Linked DNA regions of Pan troglodytes: region 1 is linked to region 2. Evidence: chromatin contacts called from public Hi-C data. All regions are on one chromosome and are shown on one strand. Each heading gives the region's core, a stretch centred on a gene start, on an enhancer-like site or on the middle of the called end of the contact. The rest is flanking DNA. Distances are from core to core; before and after follow the strand shown.

Region 1 (3,623 bases), core at 559-3,058, 600 kb after region 2:
GCCCGCGCCCGCCCCCGCCGAGGGTCACACTTGAACTTTAGCTCGCCCCGCGCGGCCAGGCGCCGGCGCTCCGCAGGCGGTGGCCGCCCCTTCGCACGTGTCGGAGGCACCACCTCGGGCTCGGGACGCCGGGCCCCCGGCACTCCAGGCCACTCCGGAGAAAACCAAAACAAAGCAAAATGCGCACCGCCTCCAGAAACTGCCCGACCGGCCCTGCACCGTCCCCGGCCGGTCGCGCCCTGCCTGTCCCCTCCACCTGCAGCCCGGTCCCGGGGCAGCGAGGCTCCGGGGCCCCTCGCCGCGCCCTCCCCCGCCGCGCCCGGCGGAAACAGCTCCGCGGCGCGGCCGGAGAGAACCCGCCCTCCCCCCGCGGAGGTCCGGGAGGGAAGGGGCAGCCGAAGCAGTCGGCGCGGGCCGGGGGTTGCCGCTCCCAGCGAACCCCTTTCTCCTTTCACTGGCAAACTTTTCGGCCTAGCTCTGACGTCCACTTCTTGGCGCACTTTCTTTACTTAGTTCCCCAACGAGCCCCTTTCCGCGTCCCACGCGAACTCCTGACTGGCGCGCACGCACACCTACTGCCGTCCCCGACCGGACCCAGGCGAGGCCACTGCGACCACCGCTTCTCGCCCGCCCTCCTGGGAACGCGCTGCCCTCCTGCTCCGCACCTTCAGGCCGAGCAAACCTGCACAGCTGCGCCCTCGCCTGACCCACCGCGCCCCTAAGGTCCGGCCGCGCGCCGAGTCCACTCACCTTCCAGCCCGCCGAGCTGTTGCTGTCACCCTTATCCTTGAAGTAGGGCACGCTCTTGACCATCCACTCGTAGATCTGCGACAGCGTGAGCCGCTTCTCCGCCGAGCTCTCGATGGCCTTGGTGATGAGGTCGGCGTAGGACAGGTTGCCCCACGCGTTGCGGCGGGACGAGCTGCTCTTGCGCGGCTGCCCCGCGAGCGGCCCAGCGGCGGCGGGGGGCACTGGCGGGTGCTGCGACAGCGGCCCGGGCGGCGGGGGCTGCGGTGGCGCTGGGTGCAGGCAGCCCGCCTCCGGGCCCTGGAAGTCCCCGCACAGCCCCCCGGTGGCGGCCGCGGCGGCCGCCGCCGCCACCGCCGCCGCCACGGAGCCGGGCGCCTGCGGGAAGTCTTCGCTCTCCTCCAGCAAGCTCAGGTTGCTCATGAAGTCGGCGCTGACAGCGGCAGCCGAGGCCGAGGGCAGGCCCGCCGCGGCGTCGGGGTTGGCAGCCGCGCTGCCCGACGGTGCCGGGCTGGAGGTGGCCGAGTTGGACTGGCTAAACTCCGGCCTGGGCAGCGGCCAGGTGCACGAGCGCGGCCGGGGCAGCGGCTCGAAGTCCGGGTCGATCTCCACCACCTGAGGCGCCTCGGCCATGGTGACCCCCGCCCCTCCCCCAGCCGCAGGAGAGCCAAGAGGGGGAGAACGCAGCACTGGGGGCGGACGGGGAGGGGGCGCGAAGGGACGGTCCGAGATTTGGGGGAACGAAGCCGGTGCGGCGAGCGGACGGAAACTGGGAGGAAGGCGCGGCGGAGTGGAAGCGCGAGCCCAGAACTTAACTTCGCGGGGCCATCCACATCGAGGCTCCTCGGGGTCCGCCGCACGGACTGGACGGCTGGCCAGAGCCGCCGGGCCGGGGCAGAGCCTGCGCCGCGCTGCAGCTGACAGGGCCGCGGACGGAAGGACGGACGGACGCCGCGGGCCGCTTGCTCTCCCCAGCGGCGCGCCCGCTGCGCTGCTGCCTGTTGAATGTGGCGGCTGCGGCAGCAGCTGCTGCGACTACCAGGCCGCCCGACTTACGGGATCTGCCGCCGCCCCCCGCCCGCGGCGGCGCGCGCGCCGGCCCGCCCCTGACCGACAGCCCGCGCGGCCAATGGGCATGCGGCACCGCCGCCCGGGCAGCCAGTGGGCGCCGGGCTGGGTGGGGCCCGGTTTTCCACGGGGAGGCGGCGGTGGGCTGGTGGGGGGTAGTGGGGTGTTTTTCTCTTTCACACACTCACCTCCTTTTTTTTTTTGGATCTCTATTATTTTCTGGTAATTCTCGAGTGTTTCTGTGATTCTCTCGCCGTCTCAGTGTTTTGATTGCTAGGAAGCAAACCAGCGTGGAGGCGGCGGCGACACTTTGTTTACTACGGAGCAGCAGAGCCGAGTACTCGGGAAGCCCGGGTGGGAGGAGGCGCTCGCTGCTCCCTGACCTCCGCTGCGGGCCGAGCCCGGCGGGCTGGCAGGGCAGGGGGCCGAGGGCCGGGGGCGCGGGGTGGGCGGGCGGAGGCGGCCGCGCGGAATTCTACTCAATCACTCCCTCCTGGCTCCACCCACGATGTCTTTGCTGAACGACGTGGGGAATCGGTGGGTTTTGTTTTGATTTAATGTTTTCTTTCGCTGCGATCTGTCAAGTCCTCCGGCCCCCTCGCGAGCGGCACACGCCCCCCACCCCCGGCGCCGCGGCTCCTGCAGTCGAGTCCGCGCCGAGGGACCCTTCTCCGTGCCCACCGGTCCGCACCCCCGGGCTCAGCCTGTGCCATTCGGTCTAGCCAGAGGCGCGTCACCCAGCCGGCAGCCCCCAGCCGGATTCACTGTATTCTTGACCTTTTTTAAAATGCTAGAAATGAGGAACAGGGGCTCCGGCGCGGGGAGGAGATTCTCTGGCCTCCCTGAACACACGAATCCAAAGGCACCCGCGACCGCATGCCCTCCGTGGGAACCACTTCCCCTGGGCGGGAATCTCCCGCTCCGTCCACTAAGTCCAGGGCCGGCAGCGAAGGGCTCAGGAGCGCAGTTAGCGAGAACCAGGTCATTTTATTACTTATCCCTAATTAAATTTAGCTGTTTGTTATTTCTTTTTTATTTGCAACGGAAGTGATCGGGTGTTAAGTAAAAACGCAAGGGGGGCGGGAGATAGGACCAAAGCCTTGGGGCGCAGCCTGCCCCACCCCCAAGTTCCTTGAGGCTACTTGCTGTGTGTGTCAGTCAACCCCCCACCCACACCCCACCTTTCCTCATCTGGGCTGCAGGTCCAGGACATCCTGTCAAGGATCAGTGGGGCCAAAGGTGGGAAGATAATGGCCCTTGTGTCTCAAGCAGAAGAAACAGTTTTCCAGTTTTGTTTTGTTATGCTTTTGCTTTTTTAGGAAGAATATGGAAGGCATTTCCTTTTAGAAAGATGGGACCACTTGGGATGGAAGATGGACAGTAGGGTTTTAAATATCTTGTCCAAAAGGACAGCTTCCAACTCTTTTGTTTTTTAATCCCTTTCTTTCTTACAAGTAATTCTGCAATGGAAAAAGTGGCATCTAGAGAAAATTAGTCAGTTGGACAAGAGGTTGTTGAAAAAATAAAAGAGAAAAGAGGGGGAAAAAGGAAAAATTAGGCCTCTTACAAAAGTTAAAAAGATTGAGAGAGATTATCTTTCTTCTTTTATATTCTCACTATCGTCTCTCTAGTCCGGGCTGTTTCTTCATAATCTATTTATCACAACAGCTTCTTGCTGATACTAGGCATGGGTGGGGTGGGGAGCGTGAGCCGGATGGATTGGGGACGGGCGGGGACTGGTTCCCACCCTGGTCTTGTGGTCTCTTCACGTTTACTATCAAATTTGGACAGTCTGGGCCTCCTCTGAC
Region 2 (3,782 bases), core at 171-2,670:
AGTTAGAAATCTAGATGTTTATGTGAAATTTCCTGGTTTTTGAAACAGTACATTTTGTACATTACACAACAGCACATTTTGTACATTATACAAAACATGACTAAAAGCGAGATCCGACCTTGGGCCACCAGTTGCAACTCCTACATGAAACTGTAATCTATGATGCCTGTGAATACAAGGTACTCAGAAAATGAAAGGAGTTCTATGTTCAGAATAGTCAGAGAAAACTCTAATTTTAAATACATTCACGTATCATTCCTGAAAATATTCTGACACATGCTGGAACACATGTCCCAAGTTTTAATTTGGAAAAGACAGCTTTGATACCTCCAGTTACCATTTTGAACCTCTTTAGAAGTTAATCGTAGTCCCACAAGGCCAAGAAAGAAAGAAGAAACAAGCCTAAATACGAAAAGGTGGAAAGCAGGTTTGAGCTAGACAGTATGTTTATTTTAGAGAATAAGGAACGTTAAAACTGTTTGAAACTTTCCAACTCTCCATGTATTTCTTTTTCTTTCACTTGCTCATGTATTTCAAATATTAAATGCTTTGCCTCTGTTATTAAGAAAGTGTGTTTGAATCATTCTCAGAGGTCTAACCCATGATGATGACACCACATTCATTAGACAACTTCTATTCCTTTCTAAAAGTTTCGATCCAATATTAGCAGAACCTGAAAGCCTTCCAACTCACTAACCAACAGATGGCATGACCAACTTTCCCAAGAGACACGCAGCAGCACACAGGTACACACCTTCCCAGTGAGAGAATGCAAGGTTCAGCTCAGGTGTTAGACACTCAGAGAACACTCAATCAAACAACAAAACGGGTGGCAGCAGGGAGAAGAGGAAAGGTTCATTCCCTCTTCAGCTCCCACCCCCGGTTAGAAGTCCAGGGCATTTAAGGTCTACCACATTTCCATGTAGGGGTGGAAACATTATCTTTCCCTTGAAAGAAACATAGCCTTTGAACAGGAAATGGAGGGTCATCAGTTCGGGTTGGAACACACATAGAATAATAATGACACTACCTTTGCTGGTGTCAAATGTAAATTTGTTCAATAGTCCAGTGGAACAGTAACAAGGCACTTCTTCAGATGCCACCTGCTATTGAGTGTAGAAAATAACAACAAAAAAATACCCTGTCGACTCACCCAAGTCAGATAATTACACGGACTGCAAAACATTCAGGCACGGAGCTCTGGAAACCTTTTAGGGGGTCCTTTATCATGCCCTGCCTTTTCCAGAATGAGACTAATTTGCTCCTATTTCAGCCAGCTCCAGCAAAGAGAGTGGGTAAAGGAGAGAAAAGAGAATGAATTGTCAGCATTATTGAAAAGATTCATGATTAGTCACACTCACTCCAGGCAAGTTCCTTGCCAGACACCACACCACTCATTAGCAGACCTGAGAACTGGCGTGCCTCCCACAGCTGAGCAACAGCCTTGGGCCTGGCAGGTCCCCAGGGACCCACAAAGCCCTATGTTCTCCCACACCCTGCAATGAGAAAGACCAGTTTGGGCAGGCCTGGGTGCAATTGGCTCCCCAGATGCTAAGTAAATCTGTTCTATGCCCTGTGCTGCTTCAAATATAATTATTCAGGTGCTCAGCTGGTGTGGAAATCAAGGTAGCATCTCTTCAGGGTACACTGATGCAGTTACCTGATGGGGCTGCCATTTTCTCCCCAGGTTCCCTTCGGAAGACCCAAGAGATGGTCATGTCTACAGTTTGTCAGCCTGTATGCCCTCATTTCCAGCTACAGCTGTGAGCTGCTGATCTTCCTGGAGCTGGAAACATTTATTTCCCTTGTGTAATACCAGCAATTTTAACTTAGATTTACAGTGCTTACCACTGAACCATTTGGGGCATTAAAGACTAATTCAATTCATTTGCAAGAGACAGGGTGGGCTGTAGGAATCATTGATGTCAATATCCACAGCAATGGGGAAACTGAGTCTGGGAGGCAAAAGGACTTGCTCAAAAGTGTAGAACAAAGAAGAGAAGCCAGGTCTTTGCTTTTCTATTCAGTCTCATCCCATTTCTTGGAGCTACAATCTCATAGAAAAAAAAATACCATTTCTAGTTAGGACAGCAAACTGGTTACTCTTTACTGTATGAAAACACCATTCTCAGAATCACAACTCCCTAAAGTTCAGTCAAAACTTCCCAAAAAAAGCTGGCTTCTGTTAGAACGAGCTGCACCCTCCACTGGGATCTGAAAGCAAAGGACAAGGACTAAGTCTTTGTAAACAATCACAACAGACACTGACCGTGGTGAACATCATCCCATACGTCAGAGTAACATGCCCTCACATGGGTTCTGATGGAGAAGAACAGCTCCCCCATGCTGAGCTCTGCCATCCCTAGCGTCAAAAGTACCATATAGCTGGATGCCAAAGCTGGTACTATTTGGTACATACTGATATGCATATTAGCTTGGATTTATGACACCTAGAAAAAGTGATCCTGGCCCTAAAATAAAATTCAAGTCCAAGAACGATCATTAACAATGTAAGTATGACTCAAAGCACTCAGACTACATGTCTTCACTTGGACTACATGTCTTCAGGTTGAAGACGCTTCACCCTGGCTTTGCAACAGAGTCACCATGATGACCCAGGCAAGTGTGGGAAGTGTGGTAAGGGCTTGGGAAAATTCCTGTAGGTTTTTAGAGTTTTCATAACTCCCTGAAAGGCTGCTAGACCCAACTGCTTCTAAAGGAAGCATGTGGGCAAACTCAGAGATATGGGTGAAGGACATTCTGTGTCAATGGACACCGAGTACTGGGCCAAGAGGCCCCTGCTTATCTGTGTTCATAGTTGGTCTACAGAAGAGTCACAGCTTCCCTCTTCCTCCTTAGCAGGGGGAAGTGGGCCTGAGGGAATGTGGATCAGCCCAGCCAGTGCCTGTTAACAAGGTGGCCTGAGGAGTGGGTACTGCCCCCTTGTCTTGTATCAGTCCTCCAGTCTCTGCCATTGGTTGTGCTCCTGAGTGAAAAGAGGCAGAGCCTAGGACAGGAGATAAAGTTAAAGGAACTCTTCACTCGATCCTAGAAGGATTTTGCTTATGAGTTGCTCAGATCTCCTACAGCCTCCCCCACCCTCACGGGTGCTAGGCTGGCAGTCAGTATGACTACTCTTGACCATGGCACCCAGCTTAACTCTATCATTGGCACTGCAAATATGCCCTGGACTACCTCCGGAAGTGTCTTGGGTGCATGCCAAGAAAACATCCCTCACCTTCTCACCTCCTATTTTTGCATTATTTGCTTTCAGAAGGGAAGTGATAAAAATGGATAACAGCCACTAATTTTTGAACAATTTTTCCAGGTACCACTCTAAGTGCTTTAAGTGTGTTGATTCTGTTAGTCCTCTCCACAACCCCATGAGGAAATAGTCTCCTCATTTGCACACGAGGAAACTGAAACACAGGGAATTAGGTAACCTACAGTAGCCATGCAGCTAGGAAGTGGCAGAGCTCAGATTTGAACCCAGAAACCCATGTGTCCAGCCACTATACTGGTTAAGAAATGATGATATGATTCCGTGTAGACACAGGTTCTGTGTATCCAATGTACTTGAGAGTATTGGGGAGCATTTCTCCCTCTTCAGTGACAGGAGGACACACCTATAAAGGCAAAGGCAATTTGAGAAAATAAGGCCAAGGGCATAAAGGTCAAGAAGAAGGGCTTTGTGATCAGTTGGCTTAAGTCCTATCTTGTCACTTACTAGCGATATGACCCTGGGCAGGCTGCTCAGTCTCCTGCAGCCTCATTTTTCTCAT

What was found. A called contact is a pair of places that touch in the nucleus more often than the background predicts.
Region 1: a Hi-C map of stem cell-derived neural progenitor cells shows a contact between it and region 2, with 8 times the contacts expected there. The contact joins the promoter of FOXO1 here to the enhancer-like site in region 2. A contact is called at or near these places in 2 of 7 Hi-C or Micro-C datasets (induced pluripotent stem cells and stem cell-derived neural progenitor cells) and 1 of 1 datasets of contacts at active chromatin or transcription factors (stem cell-derived excitatory neurons).

Annotation. Positions count from the first base shown.
Region 1 is chr14:39,763,427-39,767,049 of NHGRI_mPanTro3-v2.0_pri, forward strand. It overlaps FOXO1 (forkhead box O1), which reads right to left and starts at 1,809. Exons shown (of 3, transcript XM_522749.9): 1 at 751-1,809. The coding sequence starts at 1,380.
Region 2 is chr14:39,164,936-39,168,717 of NHGRI_mPanTro3-v2.0_pri, forward strand. No RefSeq gene overlaps it. Among named protein-coding and RNA genes, the nearest start is that of COG6, 410 kb to the left of the region's middle. Within about 2 kb of position 1,421, at least 8 of the 24 cell types and tissues checked have an H3K27ac peak or open chromatin away from gene starts, as enhancers often do. A contact at or near this core is called in stem cell-derived neural progenitor cells, where this site is marked.